2 separate regions of the Rattus norvegicus genome follow, and region 1 is linked to region 2. The links are chromatin contacts, called in public Hi-C maps. All regions are on one chromosome and are shown on one strand. Each heading gives the region's core, a stretch centred on a gene start, on an enhancer-like site or on the middle of the called end of the contact. The rest is flanking DNA. Distances are from core to core; before and after follow the strand shown. Region 1 overlaps Anks1a (ankyrin repeat and sterile alpha motif domain containing 1A). Region 2 holds the start of Anks1a (ankyrin repeat and sterile alpha motif domain containing 1A).

Evidence for each region. A called contact is a pair of places that touch in the nucleus more often than the background predicts.
Region 1: a contact with region 2 is called in a Hi-C map of liver, with 2.8 times the contacts expected there. The contact joins the enhancer-like site here to the promoter of Anks1a in region 2. A contact is called at or near these places in 6 of 12 Hi-C or Micro-C datasets (the A7r5 cell line, Schwann cells, frontal cortex and 3 more).

Annotation. Positions count from the first base shown.
Region 1 is chr20:6,019,737-6,025,197 of GRCr8, forward strand. The region is part of intron 1 of Anks1a (ankyrin repeat and sterile alpha motif domain containing 1A); the gene reads left to right. Among named protein-coding and RNA genes, the nearest start is that of Anks1a, 57 kb to the left of the region's middle. Within about 2 kb of position 4,050, at least 7 of the 93 cell types and tissues checked have an H3K27ac peak or open chromatin away from gene starts, as enhancers often do. A contact at or near this core is called in liver, where this site is marked.
Region 2 is chr20:5,962,836-5,968,530 of GRCr8, forward strand. Anks1a (ankyrin repeat and sterile alpha motif domain containing 1A) reads left to right here and starts at 2,608. Exons shown (of 25, transcript NM_001414943.1): 1 at 2,608-2,919. The coding sequence starts at 2,732. Taf11 (TATA-box binding protein associated factor 11) reads right to left here and starts at 801. Exons shown (of 5, transcript NM_001008350.1): 1 at 552-801. The coding sequence starts at 722.

The DNA of each region.
Region 1 (5,461 bases), core at 2,800-5,299, 58 kb after region 2:
TATTGTCCCACTCGCTCCACAGAGCAACTCCAGGCTCTGTGCTGCCACTCCGCACGCCTTGGGATTTCAGTTACCACATGAAGCCCACCTGGTGGTTTGACCAGAGACCACAGACACTGTGTTAGCTAATCCAGGGCTCAGCTGCCTCCGCTGTGGGTGTGAACGGGGGTCCCTTGCCATCCCACTCACTCTCACTAGTCTCAGTCACAACCCTGCCTTAGTCTATGGCCTTTTGGGACACTCAGGAAATACCTGTGGCGTCTGAAGGACCTGGTGTCTGAGAATAACTTTTAACATGTAGTCCTGTTTGTGTGAGCCATTTCATTCAGTATATTGAAAATTGTTGTCATTTTAATTTCCTCCAAAGAGGATTATTAACTTACTACTTTAAGGTTACACAGATCAGTTGGTATTTTTCACTGTAGCACTATTGGGTTTTGTTTTGTTTTATATTGTTACTTTAAGTCAGTTAATTGGATTTCTGGAAACGTTAGTGGGTCTTCAGTTAGCCACCTCCTCATCTCCTACTGGGACCCACTGTGTGCCTTGGCGGCTTTTACCCGCAGCACTGGCGAGAAGAGAACAGGAACTGTAGGAGAATGAAAGGAACGAGGAAAGCCATTGGTCAGAGCTGTAGGAGAATGAAAGGAACGAGGAAAGCCATTGGTCAGAGCTGTAGGGGAGTGAGAGGAACGAGGAAAGCCATTGGTCAGAGCTGTAGTGAGAGGAACGGGGAAAGCCATTGGTCAGAGCTGTAGGAGCGTGAGAGGAACAAGGAAAGCCATTGGTCAGAGCTGTAGGGGAGTGAGAGGAACGAGGAAAGCCATTGGTCAGAGCTGTAGGGGAGTGAGAGGAACGGGGAAAGCCATTGGTCAGAGCTGTAGGAGAGTGAGAGGAACAGGGAAAGCCATTGGTCAGAGCTGAAGGGGAGTGAGAGGAACAAGGGAAGCCATTGGTCAGAGCTGTAGGAGAGTGAGAGGAATGAGGAAAGCCATTGGTCAGAGCTGTAGGGGAGTGAGAGGAACGGGGAAAGCCATTGGTCAGAGCTGTAGGGAGAGGAACGAGGAAAGCCACTGGTCGAGCAGATGCATTGGGTGGGGCTGAGGGTTTAGAATTCACCTCACCTGCATCCTGCCAAGCTCTGTGACCCTGGGTAAGTTACTCACCTCACACACATCGGCTTCCTAGGGCTCCCGGACATGTTCCTGTGGGGGGAGTTTCAGGGGGTGAACCATGTAAACAGACCAGCCTTGGTGGTGCACACCATCCGTCCCAGCTCCTAGGGAGGCTGAAGCATGGATTTCAAGGACAGCCTGGATGGTGCCACAAGGCCCCCTCCCAAAACCAGACGGAACTGTGGGAGAACTGAGCATGACTGTAGTTACATCACTGGAGAGGTCAAGGTAGGAGGATCAGAAGTTGAAGGCCATCCCTGGCTACACGCTGGGTTAGAGGCCGGTCTGGATGAGTTGAGGCCTTGTTTCCAAAAGCCTTAGAAAGCAGCCAAGCAAGCGGAATGGCGGGCGCCGGAGTCCTGTTCCGGGTATTGGAATGTAGGGAGCTCCTGGTGCGAGCTGTCTCTTCTAGATGGAGGGAAGTGGACCCACGGTTTGTGTCAGTTCAGACCAAGTGCTGCTCACCTCATTCTGAAGCGGGATTGCCAGGGCTAAGCTAGGCTTTAGGACCAACTCAGCACAAAATTCGTACCCCTCAACAGTGACTCCGTCACCTGTCCTCCTGCTCCAGCCCACTGAATGGACGAACAGTCAGTCAATCATTGTCAGAACTCTCAGGGAGAGTGGCGTCCACTGACTGGAGAGACTTGTTTCCCCTGGTAGCGAGCGCCTCAGTGTCACACGCCTGCACCAGCATTTAGGAAAATTCGTGCAGTACTATTTACCAATAATTAACTTAGAGGAGAACAGTTCATCATTTAAATCCCTGTGCGTGCACGTAATGGTGTGGGAGGGGTGTGCCTGCCTGTGTAAGAGGCCAGACGAGGACGTCTGATTCTGATTGCCCTGCCCTGTCACTCTCTCTGTTTTATCCCCTTGAGATTTGTCTCTGAACCTGAATCTGGCTGGTGGCCAACAAGCCCCGGCAATCTTGCCTCTACCTTCCCTCCCCCAGTGCTGGGGTCATAGACCATTCCTAGCTTTGTTCATGTGTGCGGGGTCCTGACTCAGGTCTTCATGCCTGCAGGAAAAGCTCTTACCCATGGAGCCATCTTTCCATCCCTAATTTTTTTTGTATTCTTTTTCTTTTTTTAAATTTACTTATATGTTACACGTATAGTGTTTTACATGCATGTATGTCTGTGCAAACACATGCATGCCTGGTGCCTGCAGAGGTCAGAAGAAGGCATCAGAACCCCTGGAACTGGAGTTACAAACAGTTATGAGCCACCACGTGGGTGCTGGGAGTTGAACCCCGGTCCTCTGGAAGAACAACCAGTGCCCTTAACCACTGAGCTATCTCTGTAGCCTTCATTCTTTAAATAACGAAGGTGTTGAAGGTTCGAGGTAGAGCCCTTCGCTGGCAGTGAGAACACAACGGTAGATAAAACTGAACGTGTTTGGTCTGCCAAGAGAAGCGACCAGATAGGGACCCACAGCTCTTTCCGATGCCAGGGAGGCATCGCAGGTGGCACTCCTGCCTCACCTTGGACAGGGCTGATGGGGTATGGCAGGGAGAGGCCAGGGAGAGTAGGCACTCCAGGAAATACAGAAACCTGCGAAGTCTCTCTTGAAGGTGCTGCGGACCCATCACCCTCGTGTCCCCTGTCCTATCTAGTGAGATCCCAGTCAACCACCATGGCACCCATGTTCCCTTAGCAGAGGGCCTCACACTGGTGTGTGCTTCTCATTTCCTTTGGAGAGGGTTGGTATCTCTTTAAATAAAACTTTCAGAGCAAAGCAGTGACTTCTCCCCTGTTCTGCCTTCCCCACAGTGCTGAGTGCTCTGCCCAAGGTGCAGTCCAATGTCTCAGGCAGGCAGGGGACAGTGTAGGCTTAGCAAGTAGACATGGAGGGTCCCCACTTAGCGCTGGCGCCCTGGAGACCATTCTTCTGTAAGCTGATCGGACACTGCTGATGTGCATCTGTGGGTCAGGAACTGAAGACCCGAGGGTCGAGACCATTGATGAGACCGGTGCAGTCAGAGGCTTCTTAGGACTCACCTGCGGCTGTGCTCCTCAGCCTGCCCTGTCCTCTGCCCCAGAATCCCGACTGCTTCCCTTCCCATCGCCATCAGCAGGCAGGGTACAGGGCACGGCGCCTCACCCGACCAACCACAGCGGTGGAAATTGGTGCTGGGAAGAGGCGCCAGGAGTTCCCAGTGGCCCCCCAGAAGCCTACCTGTCAGCCTGCGATGGGTCTGCCCGCCCTGCCAACTGGAATAAGGTGCAGGACAGAATGGAGGTCACCTGTGGCTCTGCCCCTTGCCCCTCCCCCCAGTGCTGTGTTGGGTACATGTGTGCAGAGGTGACGTGGGGTACCGCCTCTCACTGTGTCTCCCTCTGGAGGGGAAAAGGCCTTCAGTATTGCAGCTACTCATTACACGTCTGAAACAAAACACACAGCCACAGAACGCCCACACAGCCAGACTTACATTTCAGGGTTTACTAAGGCTCCTCTAGCCAAGCAGGCAGCAAGTCCCCAGTCCTCTGTTCCGTGTGGAACTGTGCCTACCTGCCCGTCCTGTTTCTGCTGCCTTTCTCCCCACAGTAGTCATTGCTGTCATGGCCCTTTGTCCCTCTCCCTCTTTCATGTGTACCTCCCCATCACTCCCCACTTTGTGAGGACCAGTCAGACAAGTTCCTTCACTGACCCGGAGCTCACTGATTGAGCCTGGGTCAGTAGGAACCGTCTCCCACCTGGGATCAGAGGTGCAGGCCACTGTGCCTGGCTTTTGCATGGGCTCTGAGAATCCGAGTCGCCCCAGCCTGTTGTTCCTCTATCCTTAAAGTTCGGCTTCCCTTAGTAGTCTTGACTGTGGAAGGGGAGGTCTTGCCACCGTTCCTGCAGACGGTGCACTGCCGGTCAGTGTCGGCTTGTGTCGCCGTGGCTGTCACAGCAGTTCATCTGCTGAGCCACTCAGAATACACCAGTCCTCTTCCTCCTTCTCATTTATCAATAACCTCTTGGTTTCCTGAGTTTACTTCTCAAACCATGGCTATACTTGTTAAATCTCTTTAGCGTCTCCCTACATCCCAGGCAGATTGATGTGTTACCCTGTCCTACAGATACTCCCCGGTGGGCCGAGTCCCTGGGCCTGGTTTCCTGGACAGCCATCTTCCTGTTTCTCACTGCTTATGTGTTCGGTGGAGCAGCACATCCTCCAGTTTTCTTCCCGACAAAGTTTGAGATCTTGGGTGTCTAAACATACCGTACGGTTTGAGCATTGAGAGTAATGCGTCTGCTGGAGAGGTCCAGGCTGGGAATGATGTCACCTCAGAAGTCGTCCTGTCTTTAGTGTTGTCTTCCCATACTGAAGGTTTCCTCAGTGCCCAGGATCCCTCTCTGTCATCTGCACTTGTGTAAGTCTGAGGCAAAGAAGCTAATTGGACACTGTGCAGAGGCTAGGAGAGCTTGTCGGGGGTACCCCATATCATGATAGAGGGAAGAAAACCCCCCAGATCTGCAGCTCCTGACCTTTCCTCTGGAGTCACTGTGTCTCCAAAACATAATCTGGCAGCTTCCTGTTTGGGTGTAGAAGGCCAAGTGGGCCATGGGGCAGGATCTTACCCTTTGAGAGGAAGATAGCGCAGTGGGTAAAACCCTTGCTGTGCACGCACAGGAACCTGAGTTCTGGTCCCCAGCATCACATCAAATCTGGGAGTAGTGGTGCACACCTGCAGCTGGGGGTGCAGAGATGGATGGGGTCCTAGGGACTCACTGGCCAACCAGCCTAACCCCGGGGTTCCTAGTCCAGTGAGAGACCCTGTCCCAATCCATACAGTGGGGAGCGAGAAAGGATGACAGCTGATGTGGGCCTCTGGTCTCCCTGCGGGTATCCAAGTCCCTGAACCTGCGTGTGCATGCATTTGTATTCACTCTAAATGAAGACTTCCATTCGGGACCTTTCTGTGCCTTCTGTGCAGGGCCACACGTATTAACCGATGTGTGAGCAGCCCCTTGACCAAGACCTGTTGGCCAGAGCTCACTCACCAAATGTGTGTTCTTGTGTCATATGGTCTACTCATTTGTCCTGCAAACCTTGCTCAGAGCCTGCAGATGTGGCCGTGCTGTGGGACACAGGGACGAAGAAGCTTCGAGGCGAGGTTCAGGGCCAAAGAAGATCCACACCTTCCTGTACTCCCTTGCCGTCTTCAAGGTTTTCTGAGGTCCTGTCTAAATGTAGGCGCTTCCAAGGCAATAGGGCAGGGCTGCTTCTATAGCACGTGAAACAGCGTCTGATACACAGTGGGATGTGGATCTGCTCTAGCTTCTGGAAATGTCCA
Region 2 (5,695 bases), core at 1,358-3,857:
GAGAGGGAGGAAGAAGAAGAAGAAGAAGAAGAAGAAGAAGAAGAAGAAGAAGAAAGAGAGAAAGAAAGAAAGAAAGAAAGAAAGAAAGAAAGAAAGAAAGAAATTAATATTTAAACTCGTACGGAAATTTGGAGAGGGAAAGAGAAGACATTACATATTTAACAACCCTTTCAACTTACTTTCCACTACTGACATACGCATGTTTCTAACCTTTGTGCTTCAGATTTTTAAGTGTATTTATCCTGAATCATTTTCTCCCCATCTTCTATCTTCTTGTCTCCTCCCTCCTCACCAACCCTTCTCCCAAAGGACCTGGGTTAGAAGCAGGACTCATTTTGTAGCTCAGGCAGTTCTGGAATCCATTCCTTCTTCAGCTGACTGCATGGGACCGAAACAACACTTACACCTTCCTGTCTCCTCCCCTGCCCCTCAAGGTTGCAGACTTAAAAAGAGTCGTGGTAATTCTAATTCTCCCGGCTTTGGAAACCAGGAAGCAGTCAGAGAGCACAGCCCGGGTACTCCTGCAGCCTTATCTACAAACTTCTACCTACCTCGCTTTCCTCCGCTGCGGCTTCTTTCGAGTCCGCGTCTCCAACCTGGTCGGTTTCCTCCGGGATTCCCTCAGTGTCGGCGGACACCGGGGCCCCAGGAGTAGCCCTCGTCTCCTCTGACTCCCCTGGCTCCCCGGCTTTGTCCGTGGGCGACTCCCCAAGGTTGTCCATCGCGATAGAAGGGGGTCAGAGGCGATGACAGTACCACTGGGCGAAGGAGTGAGGGTCAGCAATCTGTGCCCCAGAGCTGGTGCTTAAGGCTTTGACGTCGCGCCGCGATGACGTCACGCCCACGGCTCCTGGGAGGGGTCATTTTCAGAAGCGCGTTCATGGCTCAGGGGCTTCACGTAAACTGACTTTGTTTTAACGAGAAAGAAATGTATTAGTATAGAGCCTCGGCTTTAGAGAAGAAGCGTTTTTGAAAGAGCGTACATTCGTTTACCGAGAGACTTCTTTTTCTTCTCCTTCCTGGGAATGCAATGCCAATGAATCCTTCTTTAACTTGACTCCTTCAGCGCAAAGTCGAGGGAACAGGGAGAAAACTTCGTCCCTGTTGTTGCCTTGGACTGAGCAACTTCCGGCAGCGACCCAACCTCGTATTTTCTGAAGAACTGAGACCACCGGCTTGTGTCCACCAGGGAACTGCTTAGGCTTACCTTCTGTTTCGCAAGCATCTCTATCTAGTGCCAACAGAACGTAGCCAACTCGTTGAACGTAGCCAGAACCTTGAATTTCATTCATTGTCTCAAATATTGGCCACCTGCCTCGCGTCAGAACAGGGCTAGCTAGTATCCTGAGAAAAACCAGAAAAAACAATAAGCAAGCAAACAATCGTCTTCTCCCCATTACCTTTTCCCCTCAGTCCACCAATATTAAAAATTGGGACTGGTCCCCCAAATCTTTTAAAATGTTTCTCACGACAACTAAGAGAAAGAAGGTCTCTTCTGACCATTTATTGGAAGAATTAGTAGGATGGAGAGCGAGGATATGCGTTTTAAAAAGACTTCTTGTGCTGGAGAGATGGCTCAGTGGTTAAGAGCAATGACTACTCTTCCTGAGGTTCTGAGTTCAAATCCCAGCAACTACAATGGTGGCTCACAACCATCTGTAACGAGATCTGATGCCCTCTTCTGGTGTGTCTGAAGACAGCTATAGTGTACTTACATATAATAAATGAATCTTTTAAAAAAAGATTTCTTAACTTTTTCTTTCGTGTGTATGGGTGTTTTGCATATAAGTCTGGGCTCCGCACGCTTTCGTGGTACCCTGGGAGGCCAGAAAAGAGGATCACATCCGCTAGAACTGGAGTTACAGACTGCAGTGAGGTGCCACAAGGAATGGGAAACAAACCTAGATCCTCTGACAGAGCAGCCACGGAGCCACCTAACAGCCACTCCCGTACCGCCTCTTCCGCCCCCCTTTTTGAGATAGGGTCTCATTATGTAGCCTTGGCTAGCCCGTAACTTGCTTTGTAAGCCAGGCTGGTCTTAAACTCGCAGAGATGCGGCGGCTTCTGCTTCCCGACTGCTGGGACAAACGGCGAGTGCTACAATGCCAGGCTAACAGCAGTTGTAAAAACTCTCTGGCCTTCCCTCAAGGAAGCACCAGAGGGCGGGATTTTTCAAGTCTGGTTCTAGGTATCCGCAGCTATTCCGTAGTTAATCTATGTGTCTTGAATGGAATTGAAAACATGGGTACCCGTTACCGCCTTTCTTTTGTTTCTACGATGCCTGGACCAATGAGCGGATTTCCAGTCCCATGAGGTCCCAAACCTTTGAGAAGGCGAGCACTTCGGGAAGCTCCAACAAGTGTGCTGCCTTCCTTCTCTCCCACCTGTCGAATGGGCGGGTTCGCTGGGCGTGAACCGCGTCTGCGCCAGGCTCCACTCTGCACGCCCGGACTTCCACTCTGCCACCCTGGGTCACCTGCAAGGCGGCGCCGAGCCCCGCCCACTAGGTGGGCAAGGGGGCGGGGCGCGGGGGCGCGGTGACGCGTGACGCCGGATCCCGGAAGTGACGCGCCATCAGGGGAGGGGGAGACCAAGGAGGCGGGGAGGGGGAGAGAGGGGGTGGCGTCCCCGGCCGGTTTGAGGGGTGCGTTGCCCGGAGACGGAAAGTTTAGGAGCCTGAGCTGGCTCTGCAAGGCTAGGGGTTGGGGTCCGAGGGGTGGCGGTCCTGGGGATGGGGAAGGAGCAGGAGCTGCTGGAGGCGGCCCGCACCGGGCACCTCCCGGCCGTGGAGAAGCTGCTGTCCGGGAAGCGGCTCTCCTCCGGCTTCGGCGGCGGCGGCGGCGGCGGCTCCGGCAGCGGCGGCGGCTCCGGGGGCGGCGGCCTCGGCTCTTCCAGCCACCCTCTCTCCAGTCTGCTGAGGTGAGTGCGCGCGCCGGGGCTCGCAGTCCGGACTGCGCGGGCTCCCCCGAGAGGTCGCGGCTCCTACGGCGCGCGCGGCGCAGGCCGGGGCTCTCGTGTCTGGCGTCGCGGCTGCGGAGAATGGGGGGAGTGCCCAGGTGGCAGCCCGCGCCGCATGGCACAGCTCGGCGTCACCCTCGCCCGCCGTGAGGTGCCAGCTGTCGCTTCTCACAAAAGCCACTTCAGAGCAGACCGAATTCGCGGAATCCCTCTCACATCCTGCAGGAACTCCCACGCCGCGCGCAGCCTCGCGGCTCCCCTGGAGCACATTCTCGTTTCCTTCTCTTAGGAACTTAGGAACCTTCCACCCGGGCTGTGCAGAACCCGGCTTTTGTTTGTTTTTAAAATTGCTTCTGCGTTGATCGCGCACGAGGTGTTCAGTCTGTGAGCCCCTCTTGGCGCCTGAAGCTCAGTTTGTCATTTCCTTGTTGTCACTCTGGCTGGGTTCGTCCAAGTGGCATCTGCTCATTTCCCCCTGGGACTTAATCGCAAAGAAACCAAGGCTTGCTTAAGGGAGCTTAGGTGCGTTCAACTTTCTGAGATCTTTTAGACGCTTGAATCTCGGGCTGCAAGGCGTCGGGAGGGAGTAGGGGGTCACTCTTTGTAGTTTACAAGGGGGATTGGAATGCTCTGTCAGAGTGCACAAAATGTGTTGGTTCAGCAGCGCTTTCGTAGCTGTTTTCTTTTCCTTCCTTGTTCTTTTGAGGTTTTTAAGAAGTGGAAGTTCATTTAGAAGTGGCTTCCTTAGCTTCTGTTCCCTGTAGGTTCATGCACCTTCAGTTTAAGTAAGCTTGGAGAGGTTGCAACCAGGAAGCCCACGGCTTTAATAAATAGGTATTCATTCAGTCCTGAGTCTCAACCCACATATTTTCAGGAAGATTTTTAAAAGCACTATACAAGAACCCTCCCCTTCCTTTGATGGGGAAAAAGCCGATTCTGTTTGGCTGCACTCAGTCTCTTGAAGAATACTGGCTCATAGGTGGTAATCAAAGTTTTTTGAATAGATAAAAAGTACTGATTCTAGTAGAATGGTTGTGTGTGTGTGCCTATGTTTGGGTGTGTGTGTGTGTGTGTGTGTGCGCGCGCGCGCGCGCGCGAATGTGCACGATGAAGGCTAGACGTTGACATCTGGCGTCTTCCTCACTTGCTCTCCCCCAAAACCTGGAGTTTGCTGATTGCGCCAAACTGGCTGGCCAGCAAGTCCCAGGGATTTCCCTGCCTCTGCCTTCCCAGTACTAACATTACAGCCACGTTGGCGCGCTCTCTCTCTCTCTCTCTCTCTCTCTCTCTCTCTCTCTCTCTCTCTCTTTATTCTTCCTTTAAACATGGGTGCTAGATCAAATTCAAGGGTTCCTGTTTGCTGAACAAGCACTCTATGGACTGAGCCATCTCCTCAGGGGATGATCAGCCTCTAAATAAATTGAGATCCTAGCTGGTAGTGGTTGGCACTTCAGAGGACAGACACTTCTCTGGGATAGGTTAGAATCTCCAGGGGAGGTGCACCGAGGCTGGCTTTGAAGTCAAGGTTTGGGTAGATAGCACGTAGTTGGGAATGCTCAGAGGAAGCACACCCTGTTCAGAGGCAGGGTTTGTTTGCTGTTTGTGGACTACTCGGGGACTTCCTGCTTGGGATCTTGAGTAGTCGTGCCTTTAAAGGCAAATAAGAATGGATCGGTATACTTTTGGCTCTCATGTTAGCAGCCTGTCTTGTATTAGCACACTTGTATTCTCAGTCTCTATATTAGCACCTGAAGACAGAGTCTCCCAGTTGGGGTTTCTATTGCTGTGATGAGACACCATGACTAAAAGCAAGTTGGGGAGGAAAGGGTTTATTTAATGGCTTGCACTCCCACATCATAGTCTGGTCACTCACTCAGGACCAGAACTCACCAGGGCAGGAACCTGGAGGCAGAGCTGATGCAGAGGCCATGGAGGGGTGCTGCCGACTGGCTTGTTCTCCTGGCTTGCTCCTCATGCCTTGCTCAGCCCTCTTTCTTATAGAACCCAGGACTACCAGCCCAGGGGATGGCACCACCTACAGTGGGCAGAGCCCTCCCCCATCAATCACTAATTAAGAAAATGCCCTACAGCCAGATCTTATGGGGGCATTTTCTCAGTTGGGGCTCCCTCCTTCCAGGTGACTCTAGTTTGTGTCAGTGGGTGTAAAACCAGCCAGCACACAGGCGCTCAGCAACTAAACACGGAACACTTTTTTCCCTCATTTCTTTGTTTGTTTGTTTTTAGGCAGTGCCTCACTACATCGCCTTGGGCTGGAACTCATTAAGTAGGCTGGGCTGGCTTTGAACTAGCAGAGATCCGCCTGCCTCTGCCTCTGCCTCCCACGTGCTGGACTTCCCACTTTTTTTTTTTTTTTTTTTTTTTAATTCTGCACGTACTCCTTTAGCTGAGAGGCAAGGGAAAACTGCACGGATGATGCAGTACTTGGGGATTTGCCGTGGACGCCCTCTGCCTCGGGGGAGGGGGACATAAACTTTCCGCACATCTTCTGCCCTCTGATACAGGTCAGGTTCCTCTTGGTGTGCCCTCAGAGGCAGTGGGACGTTGTTGAGATCTGGTTGCCACATACATAGTTAAACAAGACTGCCAGGTCTGTTGAGCACAGTGCTTTTTTCCATTTCTTCCATAAAGCATGAGTGGGTGTGTCCCTTCCCTAGAGTCACATCGCTGCTGGACTCCTCATTGGCTGCTGTGTCTGAAAGAAGCTACAGATGCCTAT